Linked DNA regions of Danio rerio: region 2 is linked to region 1. A link is a contact called in public Hi-C data. All regions are on one chromosome and are shown on one strand. Each heading gives the region's core, a stretch centred on a gene start, on an enhancer-like site or on the middle of the called end of the contact. The rest is flanking DNA. Distances are from core to core; before and after follow the strand shown. Region 1 has its middle 5.6 kb from the start of srgap3. Region 2 overlaps srgap3 (SLIT-ROBO Rho GTPase activating protein 3).

Region 1 (7,024 bases), core at 973-3,472:
TTAAATAGTTAGCCTAAACAAGTTAACCTATTTAAGAATTTAATTGCATTTTAAGCTGAATATACACTCACTTTATTATGCTCGTTAATGCGAATTTCTAATCAGCCAATTACATGGTAGCAACTCAGTGAATGTAGGCATGTAGACATGGTCAAGACGATCTGCTGCAGTTCAAACCAAGCATCAGAATGGGTAGGAAAGGTGGTTTAAGTGACTTTGAACGTGGCATGGTTGTTGGTGCCAGATGTGCTGGTCTGAGTATTTCAGAAACTACTGATATACTGTGATTTTCACGCACAACCATCTCTAGAGATTACAGAGAATGGTCCAAAAAAGAGAAAATATCCAGTGAGCAGCAGTTCTGTGGGTGTAAATGTCTTGTTGATGCCAGAGGTCAGAGGAGAATGGCCAGACTGGTTTGAGCTGATTGAAAGGCAACAGTAACTCAAATAAGCACTCATTACAATCAAGTTATGCAGAAGAGCACCTTTGGACACCACGTCCAACCTTGAGGCAGATGGGCTACAGCAGCAGTAGACCACACCGGGTGCCACTCCTAACAACTGAGAACAGGAAACTGAGTCTACAATTCGCACAGACTCACCAAAATTAGACAATAGATGATTGGAAAAACATTGCCTGATCTAATAAGTTTGATTTCTGCTGCAACATTCGGATGGTAGAGTCAGAATTTGGCATCAACAACTTGAAAGCAAGGATCCATCCTGCCATATATACAACAGTTCAAGCTGGTGTTGGTGGTGTAATGATGTGTGGGGGATATTTCGGCACACTTTGGGCCAAATTGAGTACCAATTAAGCATGGTGTCAATGCCACAGCCCACCTGAGTATTGTTGCTGACCATGTCTATCCCTTTATGACCACAGTGTCCCCATCTTCTGATAGTTACTTCCCGCAGGATAGCATGCCACATCATAAAGCATGAATCATTTCAGACTGGCTTCTTAAGCATGACAATGAGTTCACTGTACTCAAATGGCCTTCATAGTTACCAGATATCCATATAGTTGCAGGTGAGTGTATACTAGTATCTTGCAAAATAAAATATTAAGTTAGTCAAAGAGTAAAATATTATGTGATGTTATAATGGCAAAATTGGAAATTAGTTACTAGAACATTTATGTTTTAATAATTTAAAATAAATTATTAAACATTTACAGGAGGGCTAATCATTTCGACATCAACTGTATGTATGTTATTATAGTGGATACTGGTAACAGCATTCAGTTGAGGGTGCAGTAAATGAAATCTACTTTCAAAAATCTACTTCAGAAAAGCATCACCATCCACCTCCAGCACTTTTCTCATTTAATCTATCAACCTCTAAACATCTCTCTCTCTCTCTCTTTCACTTTTTCTTCTGTCAGTCACATGATCAACACTGTTCAGATAGGATGCACAATGCAGATAAGGCCTTGCAAGCAGAAAGTCTTCCACATGCTGTTAACATGATTTTGCAAGCTCTTTAATTTCTTTAGCTCAGTTCTTAATTTCTTTTTAACATTAAAATGGTCTAACCCATTTACTCTTATTTGTCTGTAATTCAAGATAGAGAAGAGCTACATTTCAAAAATAAAGACGTTTCCAAATTTCTCTTCTTAATAAAAAGTGAAAAGGCCAAAAAGGACAAAACCTGTTAGTACTTTTATATTATATTTTACATTTTAGATCAAATCAATGCCAAATAATTAAACATATTTCATGCATAATATTTTTCTTCTATTGCTAAAATGACAGAAATAATCTCGATTTATCGCACAATGACACGGAATATGCATCTGAGTGCCAGATGTGAATGATAAAAGAATGGGAAGTATATGGAGGAAATATTTAGGATTTCTAGCCTGCTTTTTTCCCTTCATACTTCAGCTTCATAGTTGTGTGATTATATACAGCGCTGACTTACTGTATATGTACAGTAGTAGGATTTTGTATGTGTTCCAGCTATTATAGCCTTAGATCCTAATCCTCTGGTTTCAGCAAAAATAAACATGTAGTATCTCATATTGGTCATGTAATCAAAAGAAAGCATGCTGTACATGCATATGTTTTTTTTCAGCTTCTCGGCGCGTCCAGATTTCATTCATCTCCAGTCGTCTGAGCTGGCAGTGGTCCAGACAGAGTCCTCTATGGCACATATATTCTCAGCAGTGACTCATTCGGGTGTTTCGAGCCTCCCGGAGGAAGCTCCTTTTCTCTTTCCGTAATTCTTCGAGCTGAAATACTGAGAAGAACCTCACAATGCTGCTTTGTCCCACAAAAACACTGAAGTCATAGTTTCCCATGCTGCTGCCCCCTGAGATGCTTAGAAGTGATGAAGCGAGAGGAGGGGGCAGAGCTGGGTAAATTACTTGGTAATTTCATTTTTTTTTTTTTTTGTGATGAACCAAAGGGTATAATGCGTTCTTGAGCGTCTGTAGGGATGTTCATTACTGCAGTTTATTCCTGTATCGTTCCCCATGCAGCTCTCTTCACTTTAATAGAGTAAAGTCTGAATTTATCTGTCTGTCTGTTGTTGTTTAATCTATCATTTGTTATGTTTCATTTACCATTTGTTCTTTATTTCTGTTTGTCAATCTATTTTTCTGTTTGTTTGTTTTATCATTTGTCCTGTCTGCTTTATCTGTTCTTTCTATTTGTTTGTCTATTTGTGTCTATCTGTCAGTGTATCAAACTGTGTCATTTGCTCTGTCTGTCCTTTATTGCCTTTTCAGGCTGTTTTTTTTCTGCCAGTCAATCTATCTGTGTTTTTATTTGTTCTGTCTAACTCTGGTTGTCTGTCTGTCTCTCTGTCTGTCTTTTTGTATGTCTTTTTTCTGCCAGTCTGTCTCTCTGTCTGTTTTTTATCTATTATTTTTCTATCTGTCTGTCTGTCTGTCTGTCTGCCTGTCTGCCTGCCCATCCATCCATCCATCCATCCATCCATCCATCCATCCATCCATCCATCCATCCATCCATCCATCCATCCATCCATCCATCCATCTATCTATCTGTTATTTGTTCTGTCTATCTTTGGGTAACTGTCTGTCCATAATTCTTTCAGCAGACTGTTTAAAATATCATCTGTCTGTTTATCTATCTATCCTTCTATCTTTCTATCTATCTATGAGCATTTCCAGCGTTATGGATGTGACATTTGCAATAAAAATTCAAAACACAAATTGACAGAAAAAGTATATGTTAACATTATATTGAAAAATCTGTTTATATTTTCCAAAACAATTAACCATAGAGTTATGGGATCAGAAAAATCTCTACAGCATACTTTGTAGACATTCTGTGAATTACAGTTTTTCTCATTTGCTTTGGTGCATTTCTCACAACGCTATTTTTGCACAACAGTTAATGCATTTCTCAAAACAATTAGTACAAACTGCAAAACCTGGGTGATAACCTGCAAAAGCGCATTACATGCTCAAAATGGATAGTTCATTCCTCAAAAGCAAGTATTGATGTCAATGAAAGTGTCCGTGTCATCAAGATGAAAAGTCCTGACACCATCGTTTATGAACAAGATAATCAAATGGCTTTGTCATGTTTTCATTATGACAACTTACTCTGTTAATATTTTCCAATGCAAAAAACTGTAGCAAAAAACTACCGTAAAGTTAGACATTACTGCATTTAGTGAGGTATCTGAGTGCAAGACACTGAATATGTATGTTACACATTTTTACTGCATTTGCTTTTCGTAATTCTGATTTATTTACAGCATTGTGCAAAATAATAAATACAGCCTTATTTACAATAAACCTAAACATCCTTTGGGTAGAGCTGTGCACAACTGTAAACAATAGTGCAGTACATATTGGAACTGAACCTTCAACACACATACTGTTGGTCTGTAAAATATTCATCAAACTGTTCAATTTAGAAGACATGTTCAGGAAACAAAATATTTTTAAAGTTTTATAAAATTAGCTTGACAGATTTTGATAACTAGTTCAACACTTTTTATATGTATTGACTCAAGTAATGAAATTAGGACATTTAGTTTTATATGGAATGACTATTCAGCATTCACAAGATTAGTTAATTTTGAATTACATGACCTAAGCAGCTGATAATGTTATCACAGGAGAGAGTTGTATGAAAGCAATTGATGCATGTCCAAAAGCATTTGCAATTTGTTGGAAGGAATGAGAAACCGCTACTATGATGTGCACATATGACTAATTGTTTTAAGAAATGCATTAACTGCTGTGCAAATGTAAATAGTGTTGTGAGAAATGCACCAAAGCCACTGAGAAAAACTTAAGGACTATAAACTATACAATTTTCAAAGATTTTATAATTAGTTTGCATTGGTTTGCTGCGATTCACTTTCGGGAGCTGGATTAAACACTCAATTCGACCTGCTTTGATTATAATAGTTATTATTTACTTTACTTGATGCTTCAGAAATCAGAAATGTGACCAAACATACGGTGGAATTGCTTATGAATCAAAGATCAAACTGAAGGTTGCACACTGATATCATCAAGATTCAAGATTCACATCCGTAATGTAAACCCATCTGTTTGCATATCCTATTATACATTCCTGAGATAAGCTTGCAAAAGTGTGTTCTGAAAAGGTCAGGTGTCTTGTATATTAAACATTCTGGAGATGCTCAGGCACAAAAACGCTTAACTTTTTCTTCTGCATGTGTTGAAATGGATCAGTGACAATATGTAATGTTATGGCAGTGATAGACACAACCCACAGCTACAAGTAAACCACAAAGACTGCAGTGCAGACACTTTTGTTCTGAAATGAAAACACACACACACACAATGAAACTGGTCACTTTACAAGCCCTATTTATTTCTCAGTATGAGTTTTTAGTGAGAATGCCATTTGAATGTGTTGGAATGCTCTGATGTCCATGTCACTATTGATTTTGCCAGTGAATTCTGAGCTCAACATCATGTGTTAATTTGCAGTGTCACTCAGACCACGACCCATTTAACTAAGAGCTTCTTCTGCACTGCAAGATCACACATAAAATGGCATGATGACAGAGCTATGATTCAGATCTCTGAGACCGCAGGTTTAAACACCCTGCTGACAGGAACTGTCAGGCCACCGTTTCACTTCTCAGAACAGCACCTCAAATCTTTGAACATCCTTGACACCCGAATGAGCAGAGCTTTCTTGCTGTTTTTGGACATTTATCCTAAATTCGTCTTGAGCATTTAAGGTTATAGATGCAAAACAAATTTGACGTTAGATTAATACTTCTAAATACATCTAAAAACAAACTGTCATATTCAAATTAAAGTAAATACTAAACAGAAAAATGTGTGAATTGAACATATGTTTGTTATTTCCCTTCAAACAGGATTGCATCAGAAATTCATGCTTTGTTTTTGACTTCATAATGTCCTCATGAACTGGTTTGGAATAAATGGAGTGTGAAGTGCTTTAGCAATTAATAAACCCCCATTTTCCATTTTCATGCAATAATAGCCGTTTGAAACACGCTCCTGTCTAAACTGATAAATGCAATGTTTTTGCAGTGATCTATAAAGATACTGGGGGTCGACTATTATCTCTTCCCTGAGGAACTTTTCACTGTTTTTGTCATTGAAATCTACTTCTAGTTGTTTGTATTTTGTGAAATGCCCTTATAAATGGTGTTATATTTTTTTCTATGATACATTTGGAGCAGGGTACTTGATTCTGAGTTAAATGTTGCGGCTTTTTTTGTAATTCATTGCACTGATGCCATAGAATAAACATTAAAGAAACTTTAAGTGAACATTTCTTCAAAAAACATTTAAAAGAGAAACCTTTTGCCAACATAAAGCAAATTTTATCAACATTAAAAGTTTCTTGTTTGTTAAAAGTTCTCTGTGGAACCATATATATATTTTAAACATTTTTATTGTAGAATAAAAACACTTCAAATTAAACATGAAATGACACTTTTTTTTTACACTTTTGCTCTTTTTTTTTTTTTTTTACTTTACACTCTCCCCTTCCCTCCCCAAAAGCATCCAAATTTAGTTGAAGAGGTAAATATATTGCTATACATGGGGTAAGACAAATAAAATCATATACTGCATTCCACATATAAAATACACAATACACATATTAATCAAAATTGTCAGTAGTGAGAGGTATTCGCTTATGCCATTGTATGGTTTTGTTCAAAAAACTGTAAAAACAGATGCCAAATATTATGGTACTCCTTTAATTTGCCCTTTATACTGTAGGTGATTCTTTCCAGTTCAATGTAATGTGTCAAATCTTTCAGCCAGTGGTCAATGGAGGGACTTTCTATGTTCTGCCAATAGAGTGCTATCATAACAAGACACAGGACAATCATTTTAGTTTGATAAACTGGTAATGACAAACCTGCAGGAAATAAACCCAAAGCACATATGTCAGGGGTAACTGGAATTGGTTTTGAGAAACCATATTTTTAATCATTTCATATTGTTATCATAGTGGGCTGGTTTTTCTGTTTTCATGTTTGGCCGCTCTGTGGTCTTTCTAAGTCAGAGATCACCAAACTAGTTCCTGGAGGGTCGGGGTCCTGCAGATTTTAGCTCCAACCCTAATCAAACACACCTGAACAAGCTAATCAAGGTCTTACTAGGTATACTTGAAACACCCAGGCAGGTGTCTTGAGGGAAGTTGGAGCCAAAGCTTGCAGGGACACCGGCCCTCCAGGACCAAGATTGGTGACTGCTGCTCTAAGTAAAGCAATTATTTAAGTAAGGGATAGTTCACCCGGAAATGAAAATGTACTCACAATTTACTCACTATTTACTCATCCTTAAAAGGGACCTATTATGCCCCTTTTCACATGAGGTATAATACATCTGATATGTTTTGAATTGCCTGTTAAATTCTATCTAAAAATATTCTACAGATAATTTTTACGACTTTTGAAACTGCCCCTTTTATTTCCAATTTTGATCCAAATTGTGCCATTTTGATGACTGTTGTTTAAAGTTTAAATAAGATTGTGCTCTCAGCGCTTTTTTTTTAAAGGGTGTGGGCTACAATTGC
Region 2 (6,396 bases), core at 1,525-4,024, 130 kb after region 1:
GCATCTCCACAATGAAATGGTCTATAAATTAATTTAAATTAACATATATTTAACAAAGAAATGCATTATTTGTAAATTTAAATCACATTTTAGAGATCTAAAAATTATGGGTGGGCATAGATAATTTTTTTATCTAGATTAATCTCACTTTAATCTTGGAATTAAACTAGATTGATTTAGATTAAAATGGCTCATTTGAATTCTGCCAAAGGCATTCAGAATATGTGTGCTACCCAAATAATGACTAAATATAGGTCTTTGAGAACGGGTTTCTCAAGCCAGGTGGTGCATTAGACCGGTGGGTCATCTCTGGTTTCCAAAATGAATCACAAACTGCTTGAGAAACTGTTCTACTATTCTTTTCTTTTTATTTTGCGTGCGTTATTAAATTCCAGAGCACTCTCACCAGTCTTTACTCCTTATTTATGTCTAATACCCCAGTTTGTCACAGGGGGCATGAATGAAATGTTTATGAGTGAAAGTGAAACTGCCGAACTGCAGTCAAAGTCACCCAAAATTACAGAAATCTCTTACATGAAAGCACATCACATAAACACCTTATTTACATTATTGTCTATTAAGGCAAATAAGGAGATTACATATGTCCATGTAAGTGTAGTCAGTAGTGTCTTCAAAGTAAGTGAAAGATCCAGAAGGGTATCCTGCTAGTTTGATTCAGAAGAGCACTTTTTTGTCAGACGGCTCACCGCTCAGGTATATATCCGCTTAATAGTCATCATAGCCTGCGTAGAATAGACCAAGTTCCCAACCCAACTTTTGAGAATAGATCAACGGCGATATTTATTTTATTGCGCAATTAGAGTCTCGCGTTAACCCAGCATGTTAACACCCATAACGGCCCACTACTACTAAAAATACAAATTAAATGAGCAATTTTTAATCTAATCAATCAGCTGGGAAAGTATGGTGACAACTGTCAGGTATTTTTTTTCCCAATTGCCCTCATCCTTCCACTGCATCCAGGACTATTGCAGCCTATAACCACAATTTATTCCATCTCTCAACACTCTCAAGGGGCCCCGTGACCCTTTAAGAGAAAGATTACATTATTTCAAGTGCTATATTTTATATGTGCACAAAGGAGGACAGAGCTGGCAGTTTGTTGCTCCTTGACTTACTCAAAAAGCCACTGTGGTAGGAAGTGAAAGCCCTTTCTTGGATTGAATCATCATAACTGATGCTCTAAATAGTCTTTTTATCCAAAGCGATTTTTCTCTCTTATTAGAAAGAAAATGCTCCTGGAGGGACCTTGGGTTAAGTGTCCTTGTTCTTGGTTAAGTGCTCTTGGGCACAATGGCAATGCATCTTTGCGATGATGAAACTAGAAATTTTCTGATTGCGATCCATGAGTTTTGATTTATAGTAAATGCTGCTGCACACAGACTCAATTCTGTAGGTTTGTGTTGCTTATAACATGCATTTGAGAGAGCAAATTGTGCCGGGTTTCAAAACTTGTGATAGAAGTTTTTTTGATAGCTTTACTTTAAGTTAGGTCTAAACATAGGTCTCTTAGTGAAGTGTAGAATAATATTAATATTTGTATTATTTGGTCACACTTTACAATAAGGTTCATTAGTTAATGTTTATTAATGCATTTACTAACATGAACAAACAATGAACAATACATCTACTACTGTATTTGTTTATGTTAGTTAATGTTAGTTAATGAAAATAGAGTTGTTCATTGTTAGTTCATGTTAACTCATGGTCCATTAACTAATGTAAACAAGCATGGACTTGGATGTTAATAATGCATTAGTAAATGTTCAATTATGATTAATAAATGCTGTACATGTGTTGTTCATGATTAGTTCATGTTAGTAAACGCATTAACTAATGAACCTTATTGTAAAGTGTTACCTATTATTTTTTAATGCCATTATAGGTGTATTGTTGATATATACGGAGATTGGTGACCCCTGCTCTAATTGGTCAGTAGGTCCAGTGTGTTCTGATTGGTTAACCACCTAGTGCACATTGAAGGAAACATCACACAGGAGGCAGGATTAATGTACATTTTTAGGCTTCATGATGTCACAAAAACAGCCATTTGTTGTGGGTCTTAAAAAGTGAATTGAATTGAATTTTGAATTGAAAAGATCTCCCTTTGCATTGAACTTTGAGCACCATATCTTTTTGCTTATGCTCAAACGGCAACATTACACACTAAAGTGAAATAAAAAATTCAATCATACTCAAGGACCCCTTTAAAGGCAGTGCAGGCGCTAAGCTTTGAATGGACGTGACGGATGGGTTTATAGAAATGAATGTAGGCTCGGCTTTATCTAAGAATGGACAATGAGGTCAGTGAGACTGTAGACAGCCTGGAGACTGAATGGCTGACTACTCATACAAACCAGATTCAACATTTCAGGTCAGCGACTCCAGCTCTAAATCATCCAGTTCATGCTAATTCATAGTGCTAGTGCTGTCAACTCAAAACAAATGCAAACTTCGTGCGACTCCATACAGAAAATATATCTAAAACATATATACATAAATATACATGAGTGCGATTTGTGATTTGTCATGCGAATGAATTGTATTTGGTTTGCTAGCCTGCACATTTGCTCTCTGTGTTTCTGTGTTTCTCTCTCTCTCTCTCTCTCTCTCTCTCTCTCTCTCTCTCTCTCTCTCTCTCTCTCTCTCTCTCTCTCTCTCTCTCTCTCTTTCTCTCGCTCTTTGCAGTGTGTAGAGATATTGGCATGAAAGCCACTGAGCTTCACACTATTTATAACCGGTGTAGCCATGGATGCTGTGTGTGTTTCCCTGCAGTCTGACCTGATTCTGCAGACTAGCAGACTCCAGCACAGTCATCTCAGCTCACCTGATCAAGCCTCAGTGGGCTTTGCTCAACTATCACTTACTATTGTGGAGGCTGAGCATGTGGAAAAAAAGTTTCACTGTTAAAATTTCAGGTGTAAAAAAAGAGGTTTGCAGTAATATATTGTCTACGTGTGTATCATTTGAATAAAAAGAAAAAAAAAGTGAATTTTACAAAATGTTTACTAAAGATGAGCATGCAATTTAGAGAAATGATTACAGTAAAATACAATTGTTTTTATTTTAGAGCTATAAATGTGAATATCACAATGCAAATAATAAAAACAACAAAATAAGTTGATTTTTTTAATCTAAAAAATATTTTTTAATTCATAAAAATTCATTTATTAATTTTCTTTTCGGCTTAGTTCCTTTAATAATCAGGGGTCACCACAGCGGAATGAACCGCCAACTTATCCAGCTTATGTTTTTTACGCAGCAAATGCCCTTCTTTCCGCAACCCAACACTGGGAAGCACCCACACACTCTTGCATACACTCATACACTACGGTCAATTTAGCTTATTCAATTCACCTATACTGCATGTCTTGCATGGGGAAACCAGAGCACCCAGAGATGCCAACTGACCAGCAGGGGCTCAAACCAGTGACCTTCTTGCTGTGAGGCAATTGTGCTACCCACTGCGTCACTGTGATGCCCGACAAAAGCAGTTGATTTTATGAAATTTATTCAGACGCTATAATTATTACAGATCATTTTTGTAACTTACAAGAGTAACACTTAACTATAAGGTGGTATTAGTTAACCCTCCTGTTGTGTTCACATCCCGCCGCTTACTTTAGTGTTCCCGGTCAAAATTGACCGGTCGGTTTTAACTGCTCTTATATTAGCACAAAAATAATTTTTCTCCACCAAATTTGTATTGAACATTCTTTAGCTCTGAACAATGTCTCAAAGTAGTGTTTAACATGAATTTACAGAATTAGACATAAAACAACTGCAATGAAAATAAAAATATTTGCTGAAAATATATTACAAAAAAAAAATAAAATTTGACCAAAGAAATAGAAATTTTAATCCATCTGAATGATTTATCTACCAGCCAAGCACAAACAAAATGCTATCCTTTCCTGTGTTCTAAGTGATCGAATTATCAGTCCTTTAGGTGTAATAAAATAGGAAATGTGACTTAGGGTATATATATGGTGAGCATGGACACAGAACTAGCACTAGTTAGTTATACTTTGGTCATTTTTGAGCAAGATAATAACAGTCTAATATAATAAAATAGTTGTTGCTAAGCTAAAAGTGCTCCTGCTAGACTCAGAGATTGGCTGAGCGAAGAAAGAAAGAAAGAAAGAAAGAAAGGGAATAAGACTCCTTCTCTGTGCTTTTTTCTAGAGAGATAGAAATAAATAAATAAACAAAAAGCATACAATAGAAAAAAGAAAGACAAACATAGATGGATTCACATAACAGACACCTGTCTAGTCTGTGTGAAGATATGATACACTGTTTTATCAGGAAGCTGATTCACGTTGGAGGATTCAACACTTTTATGGCAATTCATAACTCATTGGTTTAGTAGCTAATCCATATGAATTTGTACCATCTCATTCATCCAGTTTTGTACAGTTTGCTTATCCCCAATGACGATTGGGTTTAGGGGTGGGGTTGGGTGCCACGCCTCACTAAAAAGTGTACAGATTTTTTAACAATCGTGCAATTAGCTACTAAATTGACAAAACGTAAAATAGTTATGTTTCCTTGTGATCAGGTTGGAGGATCAGCACATAAGTGCATAAAAGAGATGTCTACCTGCAAAAGACATTGCTCAGTGTGGGTGAGTGAGTGAGTTGGGGTAGTGTGTGTGGGGATGTTTTCTGTCAGATGAATGAATATAGCCTGTATACCCATTCATTTCCTATGGCATTCACGTTTGACCGGGAACACCACAGGTGTAACAAGCTTGATTAAAAAACTCAAAATTCAATGAAAGAGGTGATCATCACTTTTATATGTTCAAATGCATGGTGTGGAGGATGTCATAAGTTCTTAATGCAATCAGATGTAAAACACAATATTTATGAGTAATTTAAGTTGTTAATGACCTGAACACAACAGGAAGGTTAAAGGGCACCTGTTTTACCCCTTTTTCAAGATTGAAGATAAGCCTTTTTTGTCTCCATATTTTGTCTGTAAAGTTTCAGCTCAAAACATCCACCAGACTATTTATTTTCCCTTTCAGAAGTTTGTAATTCTCAGCTTTGAGCATCTTGTAGCTGTTTTTGTGGCCTGTGCCTTTAATTCTAGTTCTCCTTGCCCACCGTTCAGAGTGTGCCTCAATCTCCGCTTCAGCTGCGTAAGATAAACAGCACAGTGACAGACATGAAGGAAGCAGATCTCGCGTAATGTTTGTGAGAAATACTACAGTAAGAACTTTCCCAATGATTATTTGATATATGTTTGAGGTGGAGTTAATTCAAGCCTTTCAATGAGTCACACCCAATATGCATACAAAGTTCATGCATGCACACACACACACACACACACACACACACACACACACACACACACACACACACACACGCGCACACACACACACACACACACACACACATTTAATTTTGCACTGTTTTTGCATGCAAATGTGACAGGACGCACATTAATATCCACTGCTGGTTGGATATCCATTATGTTAATGTACAAAATAAACCTGATTTAACGTCAAAAAACTGGGATCAAAGCTTCTTCTTTCATAATTGTACTGACCTGCAGCTGTGGTGATAAAGTAAAGACAGTAAAATTGCTGAAACGTTTCAAACTTGTAAAACTCATTGTTGATCACATTTGATTATGATTAATGATCACAGAGAGCTGAAAAGATCTTTTAATCTCAGTTGCTTTGCAATAATTTTGCATGTTACTAAAGAGAAATGTTAATATGCAGCTGTCAGTCAATTCGATGGGCGGGGAAACAGCACTCTTACATCATGTTGCGGTAGGATTAGGATCCTATTTTTAACATCAGGGAGTTTTAAAAAGAGACTTATTGTGTTTATATCACCCCAATTTGACAGTGAACACATTATTTCTTACTAAAGATGTATTTTTTATCATAGGTCCCCCTTGATGTTAATTATAACGAACACCAACAAACGATAAACAATACATTTATTACAGTATTTATTCAGTTTTGTTAATGTAAGTCCATGTTAACTTACATTGCATAAACAATGCTTAACAAACATGATTTTTGATTTTAATAATGCATTAGTTAATGTTGATCTTTGATTATTAGTAAATGCTGTACAAGTATTGTTCATTATTAGTTCATGTAAGTAAATACGTTAACTATTATCAACTAATGACAAAATATTATAAAGTTAGACCAAGATTACTATAATACAAACCCGGCTAATCATTGTTATTCAGTGCTGATATGATTAAAACTCATTGGTGAGACATTTTGATCTGTGTTGCCTTGACAATAAGAATTCACAGCTCTTTAATGTCTGCATAAAATCATAAAATGTTCTCTTCTTATTTTGAAATGTGTATTTTCAGAGTTCACACTTAGATACTGCTTGA

What was found. A called contact is a pair of places that touch in the nucleus more often than the background predicts.
Region 2: a Hi-C map of an unstated tissue shows a contact between it and region 1, with 3 times the contacts expected there. The contact joins two enhancer-like sites. A contact is called at or near these places in 1 of 18 Hi-C or Micro-C datasets (an unstated tissue) and 1 of 4 datasets of contacts at active chromatin or transcription factors (caudal fin).

Annotation. Positions count from the first base shown.
Region 1 is chr6:44,089,054-44,096,077 of GRCz12tu, forward strand. No RefSeq gene overlaps it. Among named protein-coding and RNA genes, the nearest start is that of srgap3, 5.6 kb to the right of the region's middle. Within about 2 kb of position 2,223, at least 11 of the 62 cell types and tissues checked have an H3K27ac peak or open chromatin away from gene starts, as enhancers often do.
Region 2 is chr6:44,217,912-44,224,307 of GRCz12tu, forward strand. The region is part of intron 5 of srgap3 (SLIT-ROBO Rho GTPase activating protein 3); the gene reads left to right. Among named protein-coding and RNA genes, the nearest start is that of srgap3, 120 kb to the left of the region's middle. Within about 2 kb of position 2,775, at least 10 of the 62 cell types and tissues checked have an H3K27ac peak or open chromatin away from gene starts, as enhancers often do.